2 separate regions of the Sus scrofa genome follow, and region 2 is linked to region 1. Evidence: chromatin contacts called from public HiChIP or PLAC-seq data. All regions are on one chromosome and are shown on one strand. Each heading gives the region's core, a stretch centred on a gene start, on an enhancer-like site or on the middle of the called end of the contact. The rest is flanking DNA. Distances are from core to core; before and after follow the strand shown. Region 1 holds the start of PHF19 (PHD finger protein 19). Region 2 holds the start of TRAF1 (TNF receptor-associated factor 1).

What was found. HiChIP or PLAC-seq counts read pairs in DNA pulled down with a chosen protein or histone mark.
Region 2: an H3K27ac HiChIP or PLAC-seq map of alveolar macrophages shows a contact between it and region 1. The contact joins the promoter of TRAF1 here to the promoter of PHF19 in region 1. A contact is called at or near these places in 3 of 5 promoter capture datasets (fetal liver, fetal skeletal muscle and liver), 31 of 47 Hi-C or Micro-C datasets (adipose tissue, alveolar macrophages, blood and 17 more) and 2 of 2 datasets of contacts at active chromatin or transcription factors (alveolar macrophages and skeletal muscle).

What each region holds. Positions count from the first base shown.
Region 1 is chr1:260,917,387-260,921,415 of Sscrofa11.1, reverse strand. PHF19 (PHD finger protein 19) reads left to right here and starts at 1,640. Exons shown (of 15, transcript XM_021068142.1): 1 at 1,640-2,004. The coding sequence starts at 1,953.
Region 2 is chr1:260,972,099-260,976,127 of Sscrofa11.1, reverse strand. It overlaps TRAF1 (TNF receptor-associated factor 1), which reads left to right and starts at 2,150. Exons shown (of 9, transcript XM_021068189.1): 1 at 2,150-2,230.

The sequences.
Region 1 (4,029 bases), core at 391-2,890:
CCTTGCTCCTCAATTCAGTTAGAGTTACCTGAAACTATACCTTTCCAGTGGCTTTTATTGTTTCTTGTAATGTTTTAACAACTCATTTTGCATAGCACTTTCTCATTTACGAAAGCACCTGCTCCTGCAATATGCTAGTCTGTCCTCATCTCTCCAATGGTCCTGTAAGATGGGGTAGTATCATCACCCTCTTTGGACAGACAGGCAACATTTCTACAGGGGGACTGGCTCACCCAGAATTTCCCTCTGGCTCTGAGGCAGAGCTGAACTTGAAGCCAGGACTCCTCCAATGCCACATCCAGTTCATTGCCCCACGCCCTTCATAGTGTGTTTTTGTTGATGCCTGACTCCCCCAGAGACTGGGGCCCCACAGCTCCCAGTTCTAATTCTACCCAGGGGGCCCGCAATGAATCTATCACTTCTTGACAAAGTGCAATAATCATTTACTGCACTGGCTGCTGGGGGCTTTGCATATGTTAACTCTAACCTTCCCAGTAAATCAATGTAGATGAGGAAATTGAGGTTAAGAGTTAAAGTGCTGTGCTCAGGGTCCCAGGGTTGGTTATCGGTGGAACTGGCCTCTGAGCCCAGAGATAAGTGCTTCCAAGTATAATATCTGCCCTGTGCATCCTAAGGGCAGACCCACACAGCAAGAGAGCTCACAGCCCAAAGCAGGGGGCCAGGGATGGACAACTTGACAGTCAACAGGGAAGGGGTGGAGTGCTGTCCACTGACCACACCCATGAGGTACACACTCCCCTGCCACACAGGTGCCTGGAGAGTGTGATGGGAGCAGGTGAGAGAAGGGCTGAGGGGCAAGGGAAGGGGTTGACAAGTATTCTTCACCCCAGGCCACCTCCAAAGAGAGAGTCTGGATGTGGACATTTCTGCCCATTCTCCCCAGGGCAAGGACCAGATCCGGCTGGAGCCAGGCCCCTTGCCTCAAAGCCCTATTCCTATGACTCCGCATGTCGTCCGTCACTGTATGCCATTTATTTCAACGTTGTGTTTGTGTGTGTGGTATGTATTTGCGATTGTATCTGTGTTGTTTTTGTGCATTGCGTTTGTGTGCACTTTGTGATTGGTGTACAGTTTCTTTGTGTGCCTGTGTTTATGACTGTGTTGCGGCTCTATGCCTGTTTGCCCTACGTGTATGCCCTGTTTTGTGTCCATGCTGTGCACACGGTGCGTCTCTCCTGTGTATTTGTGTCTTTACTCTGTCTCTTTATTGTGTGTTGCGTCGTGTATCTCATGTGCTGTGAACCTGTGTTTGAACTGTGTGCGCGTGGATCTGTTTCTGTGTTGCGCGTGTGCAGACTGTCCACGCTGCAAGTGCGTGGATGTCGTGTGCTCCTGTTGTGCGAATCCCGTTTGGGTTGTTCTATGTCTATGTCTACGCAGCGAGCGTGTGTCTGCACCTCCCTGCTGTGTGTCTGTGCCAGCTGACGCCTGTGGCCTGCGCGCAGAGTTGTGTCTCCTCTGCAAGTGCGTGCCTCCGCGTGTGCCCGGGTCTTGTCTGCGCCTCCGCGGGGCGGCCGGGACAGGGCGCGGGCTCCGCGTTTCTGCGCCGGGCGCGCGGTGGCGGCGGAGGATGCGCGCCCGCGGGGGCGGGGGCGGGGGCCTGGGCGCGGCGCGGGGGCGGCCCGGGGGCGGGAGCCGGAGAGCGGGCGGCGCTGCGGGGCCCCGCGGCCGCGGGCTCCAATGGCGAGGCCGGCGCGGCCCCCGTTAATTACATAAGCGGGACGTCAATAATTCGCGGGAAAACGCGAAAAAGATGGCGCCCCGCGCCCGGGGGCCCCCTTCCTGAGCGCCCCGGCCCCTCCCTCCTCCTCCGCCCCCCCTCCCCGCGGCGCCCCCGCCCCGCCCCGCCCCCGCCGAGACCCCGACCCCGGCCCCACGGGCGGACACTCGGCCGGGCAGCCGCGGGCCGAGCGCAGCCGCCTCCGCCACCGATGCGCCTGGTGGCCAGACTCCAAGTGGGACCGGCGGATACACAGCCTCGCGGTAAGTTCAGCGCTGCAGGCGGCCGGCTCGGGGGACTCCCTGCCACACTCTCTTCTCCCTGCAGTCATTCCTCTTTTGGAAATCTCCCTGAACTTGGCGGATCTTACGACTCCGGGGGTGGGGGTGTTGGAGTTCTGGGGAGCTGCACGCTTGGGGCGGAGGGGGTGAACAGTGTGCGCGGGGAGGCTGGAGCCCCTCACCGGTCCCCGAGCTTTTTGAGGGTGTGTGTGACAGATCGCTATTCCCGAGCCCCAAATCTTTACTTTTTCTTTTGGGGCGGGGTGTTTGGAGACCGATGGGAGCGTTTGGGATTTTGCTCACGTCCGAAGTCAGGCTGCGGCAGGATTGGGATGGGGGAGGCTTGGCGTCGGAGCGACTGAAGAGAAGAGCGCTTGAACCCGAAGGGGGTACTTCTGCAAGTTTTTTTTTTTTTTTTTCTCCTCCCGAGCACTCTTTTTAAAAAGCCAACGGCCGCCCTGGGAGAGGCCCCGGCGCATGAATCATCCTCGCTTCCTGCCCCCGCCCGGCCCCGCTCCGGGTGCCGCGGATTTGAACTGGACGCCGACGAGAACCCGCAAACAGGCATTTCTTTGCAGATGGGTTTGAATCAGCCAATCACAGCCCTCGGGGGCCCGCTCCGGGAGGATGGAGGCGCGGGTGGGGGGCCGCCACCCGAGGGCCCCGGCCCGGCCAAGGCGGGGGCGCGGCGACCGGGCCTGCTCCCAACGGCGCGGCGGGGGAGGAAGTGTCAGTTTGTGAACCTGCCGCGGCCCGGGCCCCAGGCCTAGCGGGCAGGGACCTTGCAGCGCCCGGGAGCCAGGTGGCAGGGAGAAGGCAGAGATTTGGACTGCACACCCTGCCCAGTGCCTGTACGCTCTGCCCCGAAGAAGAGAGAGGAACGAGGGGGGTGGAGGGAGAAGGGGACGTGGCCGCGCCACCATCTGGAGAGAGAAGACCCCGGCAATGCCCAGCTCGCCCCAGGGCTCTTAACATGCACACACAAGTATTCTGTGTCGTACCCTTACTGACACAAGGCTGTAGGCATAAAACACAAACTCACAGGAATACACCCACACCCACACGAACACACTGTAGTCTCCCTGTCTGCAGGTAATTGGAACACCAGGTGTCCAGCACCTTGGCAGGGAAGGAGGGGACCAGAGCAGCGGGTGCAGGGAACAGAGGGAGGCTGTGTTTGGCTTAGTGGAGAGTGTGTGGAGGGGCCTGGAGCCAGGTGAGCCCAGACTGGGGAGGAAGGAGCCTTGGGGAGGGCTCTGAATGCCATTGAAGGCACTGGGAACCGCAGAAGGTTTCTGGAGGGGAGAATAAGAAGGTGGGGACTGAGGAACCTGTGGAAGAGACTGGGGGGAGGCAGGAAAGCGGAGAGTGGCTTGTTAGCACTGGGTGCTGGTGGCGCTTTCCCCATCCCAGGTGCCTGGCATAGGAGAGTGAGCACAAGGCTTAGGAAGCTGTTCTTGAATGAATGATTGGCCCAGACAAGATGAAGCCTAAACTCAGATCAGGACAGGAGGATGGAAAAGAGGGGCCAGAAGTCACTGTGCTTAAAGGTAGTCAGCTGTGGCCGCTCATTGGTTGGCGAAGTCTAAGATGCTTGGGGGTTTTGGGACTATATTGGTACCATTAGCAGGAAGAGAGAAAGCAATGGGCAGCAGCCCATTTTGTAGGATGGTGAGAGACAGATGCCCAGAGGTTGGCATGGCGATGACTTCGCTGCTTGGAGCCAGTTTGCCTCTGACTAAAAACATAAGTGAGTTTAAATGTCCCAGAATTGGTTTCCATTAAATCATCCCATAATTGAGAACAGAAAAGGAGATTACAGAAGACACAGATGGCCAAGTCTATACCAGTTCACAAGCCACCCAGGCGTTTTCCTTTCTAGGTGGGTTTTCTCTGGCCAGCTCTCAGGGTAGGGGTCAGGGGGCCGAAAACTTCCCGCTGCTCCCCTGGAGAAGGCCCTCCACTCAGAGAACATGAAGTGTGTTTGCTTAAGGGATAAAGCCTCTG
Region 2 (4,029 bases), core at 901-3,400, 54 kb before region 1:
AAGGGATTAAAAAAAAAAATCTCTCCTTGGACTTCCCGCTGTGGCCCAGTGGGTTAGGAATCTGACTTCAGTGGCTCAGGTCACTGCAGAGGTGCCCAGCCCAGCCCAGCCCAGCATAGTGGGTTAAAGGAGCCAGTGTTACCACAGCTGCGGCTCCGATTCTATCCCTAGCCCCAGGAACTTCCACTTGCCACCAGTGCAGCCATTTAAAAAAAAAAAAATCTCTCCTTTAGGAAGCAGGGCAGGCCAGGAGGTGGTCAGACACTTAAGGGGCTTGTCACATGTGCTCTACCATCTTCAGAGCAGAACAGCTTATAAAACTTTAATTCTCTAGAGTCTTCATAGCCATTCAGTCCTTAGCTCCTTCCAGGAACCACAAACTCAAGAGGCATAAGGCTAACAGGCAACATCAATGTCAAGAGCCTGACAGCTGAAGGACTGGGGCAAAAGTAGAGAATGAAACCCTTTTGGTGCCTCTTAGAACAGCTAGTTCCCCAGAGCAGATACGGATCTGAGAGGGACGGCTCAGGCTCAAACATCCCCTACTTCCCTGTGTGTGCTTTCTTGTTCCTCAATCATGGTTCTTCAGGTTCATACCACAAGATCTTAGGCCTCAGCCAAATGGACTAATTTTCTTCTTAAACTTATTTTTGGAAAAAAAAATTTTTTTCTACTGGGTAGAGATGAGTGTCCCCAAAGAGTTTCGATTCCTTTCTGAGTCAGGTTCAGACTCATTGGGCTCAGCTTTCATTTTCTGCAGCCTTGTCACTCCCTGAGTGCTCAGAGGTCCCCTGGTGATGCCCCCTCTATTTCAAGAGCCCCCCAAAATAAGCCCAGTGACTACAGATAAGTTTTTGGTACTTTCCAAAATTAAACTATTTCCTTTGGTAAATTTCCACCAAGTGAGCTCATTAATCTGAAAACAGGATGTGGCACATGAAGAGAGTTAAGGTCAGGTTGCCTGTTCACTTAACACTGGCTTGGAGAGGAGAGGAAGGGGTGTGTGGGAGAGAGGTGGGACCAGAGAATGGCTTTTAGAGGTCCCAAATCCTTCAAGGATTGGACTGAGAATCAATGACTTTTTAATCAGAGACTCGAAGCTCTAAATTCTTTCCTCTTAGAATTGAAGGTGACCACAGAGGCCACCTCTGGTCAATGTCTCACGTGACTGCTTCTCTTGGAGGCCCCTGGGACCCACTGCTTGACTGCAGGCAGGTGGCTCCAGGTACCACCAGAGGCCCTCCTTTCTCCAGCAGAACTCCGTCCTGTAGCATCACCTTCTCATTCAGAAGCTGGGCGTTCTGCCCTGGGTAGGTGTAAGACTTAAATACATCCCAGGTTAAAAACAAACAAAACCAAAGGAGAAAAAAACACTTTTTCCAACTCAAGTTGGATGTCAAGACTAAAACAAAACAAAACAAAATAAAACCCCTCATACATAAAGAATGTAATGGGTGCCTCTAATAACTAAAACAAAACAAAATCATTCCTTCCTCACCCAACACTCCTGCAGATATTAGGCTTTGATGGAGAAAAGGCCTTTGTCAGATTCGCAAAAATAAAGGTTGTTTGTATCTTTTAAACAAAAATGCTACCCCAACACTAAGTTCTGTAACTATTTTGGTTGATATACACAAAATTCATAGGGAATAAGCGGCTCTGTGTGTGTTTAAACAAAAACCAGAAATGGCTCCTGAAAACATCCAGTTTTGCATAAGCTCTGTGCCTTCGGAATTGCCTTGCACATCTCCTTGCTGATTGCTCCAAAGAGCTTGAACGAGCCCGTGTAGGATCTTTGCCCGAATCCAAGAGGGCTGAGACTCGGGTTTTGCTACTGCTCCGCCCACCATACGCGGGATTGCAGGCAGGCAGAGGTCAGGGGTGGGGGCTCAAGTCCCAGGTCTGAATTCGTTTATTCTGCGAACACTTTACCGAATCCCACACATGTGCTAGAAACACGCGCGGGGAGGAGGGGAACGGAAAAATGCCTTTTCAGTGGAAAACCAAAGCCTGCGACGCCGCGGAGCCGGGCCTCAGTTTCCCGATCTGGGTGCGCTCGCCCCGCCCCCAGGGCGGCCTCGGGAGGCGGCTCAGGCTATAGGAACCCGCCCGGGGCCTGCCCTCCCCTGCTTCCGCCGCCGGGCCAAGTACCCTCTCCACCGGAAGCTCCCGCCGGCCGCGGGGAGCTGGTGGCGGCGGCGGCGGCGGCGGCGGCGGCGGCAGCGCAGAGGTTGGTTGCACTGCACCCCGCCCCTCACCCGCCCTCACCCGCCCGCGGACTGCGGAGGGCTCCGCCCCCCGCCCCCGCGCTCCCCGCCGCCGGCAGCCGGGTTCCAGGTCGCTGGGGCGGGGGCTCCCCAAATGCAGACCTCCCCGCGCGACGCCGGGACACCGACTCGCTGCCCCCGCCCTTCTTGCAGGTTCCTGGGGCAGCGCTGGAGTCTCTCATCCTTGAATAGACACGGGCTGCTCTGCTCCCCGCGCTCGGCACGCTTCTTGAGATGTGGCGAGACGACTGTCACCTGCCCTCCGGAGAGCGCACAAACGGGGCTGGGCAACACGGACAGGCCGCCCGGCATTACCACGCCGGGCGGCGGGGGAATGTGCTCCAGCTGCCTTCGGACGCAGTGGGATCAAAAAGCCGGGAGACCAACCCTACCTGGGACGGCCCAAGGGGACTCTCGGGAAGATGGGGTGGATGGAGTTCAGAGTAGTAAAGGGTCAAGGCGACTAGGAGGAGCAGCGGGAGAAATAGGGGCAGGGAGCACGGAAGGGTGCAGAAAGCCACAGAAAAGTAGAGAAATGGAAAGGTGCCAGGTGGCGCATCAGGTGCAGGCCACAGGGCTGGTTGACTAGAACCTGGGACAAACCCTGGGCATTTGGCAGCCTTCACATTGAGAAACTTGGGGAGATGATTCTGTGGAGATTGGAGTGAGGACGCAGAGCGCCTTTTAGACAGTATTTTCTAGAAGTTTTGTTAAAGGGAGGAGAGTGTGAGGATGCTGGAGAGGAATGTGGAGTGAGAGTGAAGAGGGTTTTAAAGCTGATATGTGGTTAGAACGTAGGCTCAGGATTCCAGAGTCCTATCTTTGAGCCCTTGGGCAAGCCACTGACCCTCTTTGCGCCTCAGTTCCCTTGTCTGTAAATTGGGGGTGAAGATGACAATGCCTGCCTCACAGGGTTCAGGTGAAGACTAGATGAGATGGTGTCTGTAATAGCACTTAACACAGTGCTGAGAAGTACCTATTACTTTTCACTTTTAATTATTAGAGCAGCTTAGGCATATTCTGATGCTGATAGGAAGGAGCTGGGAGGCATTGAAGACAGAGAGCAGAGAAAAGGGAGCAGAAAGGAAGGGACCCAGAACTTGGATGGAGAGATAAGTGCCTTTCAGTGCCAAACCAAGGAAAAGAGGGAACAGGTGGGGATGCAGGGAAGTTTGCAGATTTGGGGGATGCAGTTAAGGGAGTGGCTTTCTGCTCTTCTTTTCTCTGAAGTAAGCCTCAAAGTCATCTCCTGAGACAGAGCCAGACCAGGGCTGGCCCAGGAGAGGGCGGAGGTCCAGATTTCCACTGCAGTGGTAGGGTAGGTGCTGTGCCGTCTTTGCCAGCATCCCCTGCCTTCTCCAGGGAAGGTGAGCAGTTGAGTTTATGGGGGTCTGACCTGCCTTGCCCACTTGCGAGGCTCAACTAAAGTTGATGAATGTGAAAACACTGTATAAGCATAAGTTACCATTTTGGAGTTCCTGTCGTGGCGCAGTGGTTAACGAATCCGACTAGGAACCATGAGGTTGCGGGTTCGGTCCCTGCCCTTGCTCAGTGGGTTAACGATCCGGCGTTGCCGTGAGCTGTGGTGTAGGTTGCAGACACAGCTCGGATCCTGTGTTTCTCTGGCTCTGGCGTAGGCTGGCAGCTGCAGCTCCGATTAGACCCCTAGCCTGGGAACCTCCATGTGCCGCAGGAGCGGCCCAAGAAATGGCAAAGAGACAAAAAATAAATAAAAATAAAAAATAATTTACCATTTTAATCT